Regions from separate parts of the Macaca mulatta genome. Here region 1 is linked to region 2. The links are chromatin contacts, called in public Hi-C maps. All regions are on one chromosome and are shown on one strand. Each heading gives the region's core, a stretch centred on a gene start, on an enhancer-like site or on the middle of the called end of the contact. The rest is flanking DNA. Distances are from core to core; before and after follow the strand shown. Region 1 holds the start of NABP2 (nucleic acid binding protein 2). Region 2 holds the start of SMARCC2 (SWI/SNF related, matrix associated, actin dependent regulator of chromatin subfamily c member 2).

What was found. A called contact is a pair of places that touch in the nucleus more often than the background predicts.
Region 1: a contact with region 2 is called in a Hi-C map of liver, with 1.7 times the contacts expected there. The contact joins the promoter of NABP2 here to the promoter of SMARCC2 in region 2. A contact is called at or near these places in 4 of 14 Hi-C or Micro-C datasets (blood, fetal cortex germinal zone, liver and 1 more).

Annotation. Positions count from the first base shown.
Region 1 is chr11:63,383,730-63,389,379 of T2T-MMU8v2.0, forward strand. NABP2 (nucleic acid binding protein 2) reads left to right here and starts at 2,675. Exons shown (of 7, transcript XM_077954532.1): 1 at 2,675-2,989; 2 at 5,521-5,622. The coding sequence starts at 5,544. It overlaps RNF41 (ring finger protein 41), which reads right to left and starts at 5,441. Exons shown (of 8, transcript NM_001194648.2): 1 at 5,430-5,441; 2 at 2,583-2,607.
Region 2 is chr11:63,339,629-63,345,262 of T2T-MMU8v2.0, forward strand. It overlaps SMARCC2 (SWI/SNF related, matrix associated, actin dependent regulator of chromatin subfamily c member 2), which reads right to left and starts at 2,682. Exons shown (of 28, transcript XM_077954501.1): 1 at 2,560-2,682; 2 at 413-532. The coding sequence starts at 2,670. TRNAS-CGA (transfer RNA serine (anticodon CGA)) reads left to right here and starts at 3,567; the gene lies at 3,567-3,648.

The sequences.
Region 1 (5,650 bases), core at 1,425-3,924, 44 kb after region 2:
CATGCCTGGCCTATTTTTTCTTTTTTTTTTTTTTTTTTTGAGATGGAGTCTTGCTCTGTCGCCCAGGATAGAGTGCAGTGACACGATCTCCTCAGCTCATGCCAACCTCCACCTCCCAGGTTCAAACAATTCTCCTGCCTCAGCCTCCTGAGTAGCTGGGATCACAGACACGTGTCACTATGCCAGGCTAAGTTTTATACTTTAGTAGAGGCGGGGTTTCAACATGTTGGTCAGGCTGGTCTCAGATTGGCCTCATGTGATCCGTCACGTTTGGCCTCCCAAAGTGCTGGGGTTACAGGCGTAAGCCACTGTGCCCGGCCTAATATAAGGTGTCTATATGTGTGTATGTGTATACACGTATAAACACATGCACACCTCTTATACATACTGTCCTGCAAATCAAATGAAATAAATATGAAAGGAGGCTGGACGCAGTGGCTCACATCCGTAATCCCAGCGCTTTGGGAGGCCGAGGTGGGTGGATCACTTGAGTCCAAGAGTTTGAGACCAGCCTGGGCAACATAGTGAAACCTTGTCTCTACAAAAAAAACAAAAATTAGCCAGGCATGGTGGCATGAGTGCCTGTAGTCCCGGCTTCTGAGGAGGCTGAAGCAGGAAGATCAACTGAGCCCAGGAAGCAGAGACTGCAGTGAGCAGAGATTGCAGCACTGTACATTAGCCTGGGTGACAGAGTGAGACCCGGTCTCAAAAATAAATAAATAAATAAATGAATATGAAAGGATACTAAATACTGTTATCCTAAAGTAAGATTATTTGTAGCAACAGAATACAAAATAAGGCCAGGTGCAGTGGCTCATGACTGTAATCCTAGCACTTTGGGAGGCCGAGGTGGACCGATCACCTGAGGTCAGGGTTTTTTTTTTGGGGCGGAGGGAACCGTGTGGAGACAGAGTCTCGCTCTGTTGCCGAGGCTGGAGTGCAACAGCGCAATCTCAGCTCACTGCAACCTCTGCCTCCCGGGTTCAAGCAATTCTCCTGCCTCAGCTTCCCAAGTAGCTGGGACTACAGGCGCACACAGCCATGCCCAGCTAATTTTTTATATTTTTAGTAGAGACGGGGTTTCACTGTGTTGCCCAGGCTGGTCTCGAACTCTTGAGCTCAGGCAATCTGCCCGCCTCGGCCTCCCAAAGTACTAGGATTACAGGTGTGTGCCACCGTGCCAGGCTGAGGTCAGGGGTTTGAGACCAGCCTGGCAACATGGTGAAACCCCATCTCTACTAAAAATACAAAAAATTAGCCAGGCATGGTGGCAGGTCCCTGTAATCCCAGCTATTCAGGAGGCTGAGGCAGGAGAATTGCTTGAATCCAGAAGGAGGTTGCAGCGAGCCGAGATTGTGCCACTGCACTCCAGCCTGGGTGATAAGAGTGAGACTCCGTCTTAAAAATATATATATAACGCAAAATAAATTTAGAGTACTGAGAGTCGGAGAGGAAATGCTTGAAAGAAGCTTGTTCCTTCTTTTTACTAGAAGGTAGGCCTAGCCACAGGTCGGTCGGCTGGACATGCAAGGTAGTAACACTGCATCACTCACATTCTCTACCACTAGTCCACTCCATTCTTATTTGGGGCAAAACTATCAGCCAACGACACTATCAGCCTCTCGCCCTATTGTGAGACTCTAAAACCCCTCTATAGAAAAGGATAACACTATCACGGGCCAGTCCCTAAGAACAGTGGCCTCATTAACAGCCCCACTTGCTATTAGGTGAAATGAAGTTTCTGAATAGGGAAGCAGTTTGTCAATCCCTCAAGCAAAACGCCCTCACCCCTCCTGGCTTTCTGCTCTGCCTCTGGCCCCCTCCTCCCCACTCCCCAATTTCCCAAAGTCCTGAGTTAGGGAAGGCCTTCCAGTGTGTGGTGTGTGAAACCTGTCAGAGAGCCAGGCTGCAAACCAAGCGCACGGATGTGAAGAATGTGAGATTCCTTCATGGAGGGCTGGGAGGGGGTGAGGAGTGGGGAAGGAATGAGAGGACAAGGCTGCCAAAGACAAGGCATGGGAGAGGAGCCAAGCTATGGCGCTTGGAGGGCGGGGGTTTAGGTTCCACCGCCCCTGCCCAGGCTGGCCCCCGGAATGCTCCCTTCCTCCGCTTCTGGCCCGTCAATCATTGCCCATTTAAACACCACGCTGTTCCCCCAGGTCCGCGGCTGCGGGTCCTCCAGCTAGCTCTGGCCGCTCCCGCACTTCTCAAAGCTCCCCTATTCCAACGGACCTTCCCCAACAGCCCAATCTCCAGGGCCCCCTTCTCACCTCCCGACTCCTCGCCCGTGCTGCTTCCCTGCCCACATTTTTATCTCTACCACCATCCCTCCTTCTGAACCCCAGTATTTCAGCCCCCCGCCCCAATACCCCTGGGACATCACCTCCTCCCCTCCCACACCCTCTTTTAGGTGGAAGATCGCGCAGGCGCAGTACGCACCGCCCTGGAAGCGGCCTGGAGTCTCCGCAACCTGACCCAGTCGGAGCTGAGGCCGCAGCGGCCACAGTAGTGCCCTGGTGCCGGGTCCTAGCCTCTCCCGGGTAGGGAAGGGAAAGGGGAAGGAGGGGAAAGAAGACTCCGACCACTCGTCGCCTTCTCAGACGGATCCTTTGCCCCGCCCACCGCTGCTACGCAACCCGGCGGAAGCTCGTCACCAAACCCCGCCTCTTTGTTTAACTCAGCCCCTACACTACCAGCCACCAGCGGCCTACCAGGAGGGACGAAGGCTGGCCAGGCCTCCACTCTAGACCGGAAGTCTAGTCTAGAGTCTATATAGGCCTAGCCAGGACTATATAGTCCTTTGGGAGGGAGAACTCTGTGTTCTTCCCGACAAGAACGTGTGGGCCTGGCCGGCCACGCTTCGCTTTGGAGGGGTGCAGGTGACTTGTGTCTTAGAGCTGACGCAGATTGGTGCGAGATCATTGCGGAGAGGCAGACCTGCAGCGTGACCTGCTGCGGGTCCGGCCCCTCTCCCTTTTCCAGAGACCTGGTCAGCATCCTAGAGCTTCGTAACAAGGCGGCCGCGGGGTGGGGAGTGAGGGAGTCTGACCGCAAAGCTTAGATCTGGGGTGCTCAATGGGTTGTCTGCCTCTCTCCCAGGCGCTCTCCTGCCGTATCCACGATGGCTCCTCGAACACTTGTGGAGTTCCCTGAAACACCTAAGAGGAAGGAAGGAAGGGAGAAAAAATTTCCGTCTTCCTGAGTTGGGGTTTGATTTCCTTAGCTTACACACTGTGGTGTTGGGGATGTGGGCGGTAGAGAATCTGGGATCCAAGGGAAGTCAATGTGGAGCCTAAAGAGCTCCATGAGAAGATAGGGGATTAATTAAACAAACCAAGGCATTACAATTACATGACTTCCTAGGCTAATCTGGTATCAAATAGTATGGTATTTATTGTGGACATTGGCTAAGTAAATGCTAATGCACATTAATACACGCATACACACACACACATATCTTTATGTAATTTGTTTATACACAACAATACAGAGCTAGCTGCCTTTTGTGGACAATTTGACAGGTCCCGAAAGGAACTAAAGTTTCAGGCCTCCTTTCTGCCGTCCTCTAGAGGGACTCTGCGATCAAGTAAGGTAAGAGTAGTATGGCCGGGCGCGGTGGTTCACGCCTTTAATCCCAACACTTTGGGAGGCCGAGGCGGGTGGATCGTGAGGTCAGGAGTTTGAGACCAGGCTGGCCAACATGGTGAAACCCCGTCTCTACTAAAAATACAAAAAGAGTAGCTGGGCGTAGTGGCAGGTGCCTGTAATCCCAGCTACTAGGGAGGCTAACACAGGAGAATCGCTTGAATGCGGGAGGCAGAGGTTGCAGTGAGCCGAGATCGCACCACTGCACTCCAGCCTGGGCGACAGAGCAAGACTCCTTTGCGGGCAGGTGCAAGGGCTCACGCCTGTAATCCTAGCACTTTGGGAGGACGAGGTGGGCGGATCGCTTGAGGAGTCTGAGACCAGCCTGGGAAACATGGCAAAACTCTGTCTCTACAAAAAAAAAAAAAAAAAATATATATATATATATATATATATATATGTATATATATATATACACACACAAAAATTAGCCGAGGATGGTAGTGTGAACCTGTAGTACCAGCCACTACGGAGGCTGTGGTGGGAGGATCGCCTGAGCCAGGGAGGCAGAGGTTGCAGTGAGCCAAGATTGCACCACTACACTCCAACCTGGGTTACACAGGGAGACTCTGTTTCAAAAAAAAAAAAAAAGAGGGCCTAACAAATGTTTCCCTCTATGCCGCAGGTTCCATCTCTTCCAAGAAGGGTGAGCCTGCCTTTTGTCTCTGGTATAAATGCCACTTTTCCCAGAGACCTTGACCAAGCTGGATAGTGCCTTAAAGATGAGAACCTCAAATCAGGAACAAAGATAAGGGTTAGAGCAATAAAAAGGGAGGAAACCGTGTGTGCCTACTGTGTGCAAGGCACTTTTTTAAATATAACTTCCGTTTTCTCGTAAGATGGAATTACATATTTTTTGTCTTTTTTTTCCCCTTTTTGTGGCGAATGGGGTCTCGCTATATTTCCTAGGCAGGTCTGGAACTCCTGGACTCATGCTATCCTCCAGCCTATGCCTCCCTACTTGCTGGGATTACAGGCGTGAACCACCGCGCCTAGCGGAATTGGAATTACATATGTTTAAATAGTCGAGAAAGGAAGTGAAGCATTGAGCCAGGATTCAAACTTTTGTCCGCCAGATTCCGAAGCCCTTGCTCCTTTTCCCATTGTGTCACTCTTAGAGCCTAACAAACGTCTTAGAGCCTAAGTGCATTCTCCCCAGCCAAGTTAAGAATTAGGGCCCTGTGCGCCCTCTAGTGGTGGATCTTTCCCCCTGCAGAGCCAACGATCTCCAAGGTTCCTTTAATACCTGAAATTCGCCCCCTTCGCGGCGCACGAGTCTCTGATCCCGATTGGCTGGGCAGGGCAGGCGGCGGGACGCAGGGCGCGCCCGGGCGGTGCTGATTGGCCGGAGGAGGCCAGCCGGGGGAAACTTCCGGGAATGGCCGCACTCCCGCGTTCCACCGGGCAGCATCCGGCGGCAGCGGAGCCTGTGGCTCCCCCTGCGGGCTGCTCAGCGGCGTGCACAGTCCTGCCGGCTGGCTGGGTGGGTGGTGGGCGGCGGGCAGGGGAGGGCATGGAGCGAGTCCCGGGTTGTCGAGATGAGGGTTCGGGAAGGTCTGGCCAGTAAGATTCTACTCCCTGGCTCTGCACCGGGTTCCCTACTCCTGTCTCCGTCGGCTCCGCCACTTCAGGGCTTGAGACTAAAAGAGCATCCCGGCAGGGGGCCTTCCAGCCCCAAAGCAGCCTGTCCAGAGACCCCCAAATTCTGATCTTGAAGTTGGAGGCCTCCGGGGATGTTCTTTTTAAATCTTTTAGAAGCGTTAGAGGGGTTGAGGCTGCCTGACCCCGGCCTAATGGGGTAGGTAGGCCTTGGGAAGTGGAGCATGGGGGCAAAGGATTCAAGCATTGAGCCTTCATCCCTTATTCCCCATCCAGTGGGGTGCCGAGGCTCGGGCAGCATGACGACGGAGACCTTTGTGAAGGATATCAAGCCTGGGCTCAAGAATCTGAACCTCATCTTCATTGTGCTGGAGACAGGTGTCTATACTGGGGTGGCGGGTTCCCG
Region 2 (5,634 bases), core at 1,432-3,931:
ATTATAGAAACCCTACAAGGTAGGTTTACTAATCCCATCTAGAGATGAAGGAACCAAGACTCATGAATGCTGCCCAAGATCACACAGCCATCAAGTAGCAAAGCCAGGATTTGAACACAAGCCCACACAAATCCAAATCTCAAGTCCGCTTTTAACCATGCCATGAGAGACTTGTGGACTGATCCCAGGCACTCTGAAATAATTTGTTGCACAAAGTATTACTAAGACAAAAAGAATGGTAAACTGGAGACTAGGCCAAGCCAATAATGCCCTGACCAGGGATAGGGATGGTAGAAAATAACCCAAATTTCAAAAATTACAAAATTCACGAATCTTTTTTTAAAATACAACTCTCCAGTTTGGTGGACTCACCACCACCACCCCCCGCCCTCTCTCCTACTTCTGCACTCACCGGCAGTTTAGTGAGCGGTGCATTGCTGACATGTTTGCCAAAAACTTCTTCCTGAAATTGTAGTAACTGTACAACCAGGCTAGACAGGGACTTGTTGGTGGGTGGTTCAGCTTGTATATACTAACGGAAAAGAGGGAAAGGAAAGAAAAATAGATCTCAGATAAATTGTCCACTATCTTCCACATTTCTCCCCCAGGGGCTCTGGAAGTATCTGGAGCAAAGAAAACAGTGCCTTTCTCCCTATTTAGTCTCTATAAAGAAAATGGCAAAAGGGAGGCTCTGGACATCCCAACCAGGAAGCTGAAATTCTGCTGTCACCAGCCCAGATGGCCAGTGTTGGGGAGAACAGGGAAGCTTACTACTCTTCCTCAGCTACACTCTGAAATTAGAGTTGCAGGACCCTATTATCTTGGCACCTCATCCTCAACCAACAGCACTGAGGGTTGTTAAAATTCTGGAGGTTTATAGAGTTCAGATCATGGAAGCAATACCTTTGGAGCTCTAAGAGAGACATTTCTTAGGAGAACTCTGTGTAAAGCCATGATTCCCCCTATAATGTAGCCTAACAAGAAAAGGTACAAGGAAGTGAAGGAGGGCAAGCTGACTGAGAGTGAGCCTGTGCATTTTGCTCCTGAAGACTGGGTATAAAGTTCTTCATAAGCCCTCCTAGACAGGAAGGGCCTCACCAGCCTGATGGAGAAGAGCAAGAAAACATCTACCCTGTCTGAGGAAACTGTATCCGAGACAAGTAACCCTGGCTCTACCTCAATATTTCCACACTTCGCTACCTAGTAGCATCCTAGCCTTCCATTATAATTTGAACCTGAGCCAGGAGACTTTCTTTTTACCTTTTGACCCGTTTTCTCCCCCCTCATCACAAAGAAGACAGCGCCTCTCAGTGAGAGGTGAAGAGAGATAGATATGTGAAGGGAAAGGTAAATGACAAAGAGCTAAGAGCACGGAAGCTGAACCAGGTCACAGTTGTCAATCCCCACCAAGGCCGGAGGCTCAGCCCCTAGCTTGATCTCCCTGCAAAAGGTCAAAGCAAGAGCCTCTCACAGGCATAGAAACAAGCCATAGAAATAGCAGCTATTTGTCAAGATTCTGACACCCAGAGAGACCCCAAGGGCAGGGCTAGGCTCATAATCAGGATCAGTAGGAAGTTCTCCTAAGCCACTAAGCACACTTCTGACGAGCTGCAAAGCCGGCAGGAAGAAATGGGGAGCTGAAAGAAAGCCACAAAGAGAACCCCTCTCTGAGGGTAGTGAGAAAAAGAGAGGCAGACTATTTCCAGGGAAAACCAGGCCTAGAGACAAAGACGACACCACGAAGAGGTCTAGTAGAAAAGACAGGTAAGGATTCTTAAACCCTTTGTTCACTACCTTATGATCGCCAGTTATGGGGTTTCGGGGTGAGGGGCTAGAGATAGAACGCTCACCCTAACCTCTTGACCCCAAACCCACGGTACTGCAAAGCTAGGTTGCAGGGTGACTTCACTGCAAAATCGAGGAAAGGTTTTGGAAGGGGTCGCTACCCAGGAACTCCTATACCCCAGCTCCCTGAGAGATTCTGTTGCCTCTTAGATGAAGGTGGGGGATGAGCGGCGGAGACAGGTGATCCCTGGGTGGGGACCTTTTTCAAGCTGATGAGCAGCCAACGACTTGCTCTGTGACTGTTTACCCTCCTGCTTTCCATCCTCTCTCTGAACATACACAAAGCACCGGGGAGGCCTCAGCCCCACCGGTACCCGGCTCCATGGGGAGCTCTGGCGGGCACGTTCCGGGTTGCGGGGGAACCCATTGGGCACCCGGTCCACACCCGGCCGGCCGCCTCTCCCAGAAGAGCCAGGAGGGCGATGGCTGAGGGGAAGGTGGGCTAATGGCACCGGGGCCTGCCGGGCAGTAGAGAAAAACAAGGGGCAGAGGGCGCAGCAGTGGGGGCGGGGGCTAGGCTCGGAGGCTAGGGGTGCGGGGAGAGGGAGGCTGGGGGAGGGGCGCGGGCGCGCGGGAGGGCGCGCGGGGGGCTGCTCCGAAGGCCGCAGGGGAGGGGCTGGGGCGCCTGGAGGGTGGGCAGGATCCCGGAGCTGCAGGGCCGCGGTCCCTTTGTCCCGCCCCCGGTCCCCGCGCGGCCCGGCCCGGCCCGCGTACCTTCTTGTAGTTCTTGCCGAGCCACAGCCGCACGTTGTCGAACTGGGTCACGGTGTCCGCGGCCTCGTAGTACTTCACGTTGGGGCCGCCGTCCTTCTTCCGCACCGCCATCTTCTCGGGCTCGGGCCCCGCCGCCGCCCGCCCCACTCAGCTCAGCTCCCGCCTCCTCCGCCTCCTCCTCCGCCCGCCTCCCGCCGCCTCCCGCCGCCGCGGCCGCCGCCTCCCGCCGCCTGGGCCGGCCCCGGTCCGCGCTGCGCCCCCTGCCGGCAGGCCGGGCGCGGCGGAGGAGCTCCAGGCGCGGGCCGACCCTGGTGGCCTACCCGGCAGCGGCGGCGGGAGCCTCCGGGGAGAAGGACTCTTCCTGGAGGGGGCGCCATTCTCCTGAGATCCCTCTTACCAGACGCGAAGCCCTTCCCTCTTTTTGCCTCAGCCCGTTAGTGTCACCTCGCTATCCCACTCCAGGCGGCCGCCAGTCGCTGGAGCAGCCCCAACCCGTTGCCCCGAGTGGCCCTCACCTTGCGCATTCCTAATCCGACGGAGCCCCTCGTCCCCCAAAACCCCAAAACCCTTTCCCCAAGAAGTTCCTTCCTTCCATCCATTCCCAGCATCTCCCCATTTAAACTTTTCTGAGTCTCCCTCACCCCTCGCGCTTGTCCACCCAGCAACCCCTTCACTTGTTAACCCAAAAGTCCCCTAGCCGCCACCTTGGGGACCCAGTGCCTTCCTCAACTGCTTCCTCCGCTGGCCTCGCTGTCACCTCCTAAGTAGGTGTGAGCTCCTTGAGACTCCGACTCTTCGCTAGGCAGGAGACCCTCCTTCCCTGGGTCACCCGGTCCATCCGACTCTTTTTCTCTGGGTGGCGTAGATAGGAGGTAAGGAACCAAGGGGTGGGGAGTCCTCAGGTGAGTGCGCGTCGAGGCCGGTACCCTGCTTCCGGTTCCCGCATGTAGTCCCCGATTGCAGTGCGGACCCCTTCTGTAAGCGCGCGGCAAAATGCGGTTTTGGAAGTCACGGTGGCCGAGTGGTTAAGGCGTTGGACTCGAAATCCAATGGGGTTTCCCCGCACAGGTTCGAATCCTGTTCGTGACGGCTTTTTTTTTTTTTTCTTTCTTATTATTAAGACGGAGTCTCGCTCCGTTGCTTAGGCTGGAGTGCAGTGGCGCGATTTCGGCTCACCGCAGCCTCCACTTCCCGGGTTCAAGCAATTCTCCTGCCTTAGCCTCCCGAGTAGCTGGGACCACAGGCATGCGCCACCACACTTTTTGCGTTTTTAGTAGAGACGGGTTCACCGTATTGGCTAGGCTGGTCTCAAACTCCCGACTTCAGGTTATCTGCCAGCCTCGGCCTCCCAAAGTGCTGGGATTACAGGCGTGAGCACCGCGCCCGGCCTGACGGCGACTTTTTAAATCCCACTTCACAACACGTAAAGGTAACCCCAGTTCTCACAAGTGTCTTTCGTGCACTTTCTCTCTCCAAAAGGAAGCCGCCAACAGGTCTTACCCCTGTATTTGGGAGAATGGGAGTGATCTTGGGAAGCTTAATTATGTACGACTGTGTTGGCTGCTAGACTGTGAGGCATTTTCAGAATTTTATAACTTCAGGCTTGCTGGGAGAGCTTTGGCACATGTCTCATTCTTTTGAGGGCATAGGGAAGGATTTGGTTGAAGGGTTACATTTTGTCTGGGAATGTGAGTGGCTGTTTTGCAATATTAGTCAAACCTAGAGTTTCCTCTAAATTTCATGACCAGAAGTCACACCTTGTAGGTCTAATTACACCGAAGACCCAGGAAACAGGGGATTCTCTCATCTGGATTTCCTTGAGGTGTACAGGGCTAGAAGGGAGTAGCCTATTGAAACATCATTGCAGATCCAACTAGAGCCAAGGTGTGGGAAGATTATTCTCAATTTTTATTGAGTGCTTATTATGTGCCAGGTACTGTTTTAAATTATCTATATGTATTAACCAAGCGAGGAAATTAATCTCATCTTTAACCTTTAACCCTCTTATACTCATCTCACCCCATTTTTCCTGTCCCCTAATTTCTGATTGTGGGAGGATCTGGGCTGCTTGTTGAAGATTTTGTTGTTTGTTTTGGGGGGTTGTTTTTGAGACAGGGTCCTGCTCTGTTGCCCAGGCTGCAGTGCAGTGGTGCAATCTCAGTTCACTGCAACCTCAAACTCCCAAGCCCAAGCGATCCTCCCGCCTCAGTAGCTGGGACTACAGGCATGCACCACCACGCCCAGATAATTTTTTGTATTTTTAGTAGAGACAGGGTTCTGGGATTTCGCCATGTTGCCCAGACTGGTCTCAAACTCCTGGACTCAAGCAGTCCGCCTGCCTCAGTCTCCCAAAGTGGTGGGATGACAGGTGTGAGCCACGGTGCCTGGCCAAGGATGTTCTTTTTGTACTTCTCACACAGCCTCTTGTCCAAAAAGAATCCCAAAGGGCAGGGGGCTCTAGGGTAATACATAGAGCTTTCTACACATTTATACCTTAGAGTTTCCCACCTTCATACCACTGCTCAGGCTGTTCTTTCCAGCATGACCCTCACATTGCCTCCCTGCCCCTCACCATTAACACTTTCCAAAATCCTTTAGGCCCCTCTTCTTTGATGCTCTTGATCACTCCAGCTACCTATCAGTCTACCACCACCACCATTCACTGAATTGCATGCAAGGACTTCTCGCTTGATATGCTAACATAAAAATAAAACAAAAACAGGGCTGGATGTGGTGGCTAACTCCTGTAATCCCAGCACTTTGGGAGGCCTAGGCAGGTGGATCACGAGGTCAGGAGTTCAAGACCAACCTGGCCAATGTAGTGAAACCCCCTCTCTACTAAAAATACAAAAATTAGCTGGGCGTGGTGCCAGGCACCTGTAATTCCAGCCACTTGGGAGGCTGAGGCAAGAGAATCGCTTGAATCCAGAAGGCAGAGGTTGCAGTGAGCCAAGATCATGCCACTGCACTCCAGCCTCGGTGATGCAGGGAGACTCTGTCTCAAATAAAATAAAATAAAAACACGTTCCATTTATTTTACCTGCTAAATATGTCTCAGATATGCTCACTTTTCTC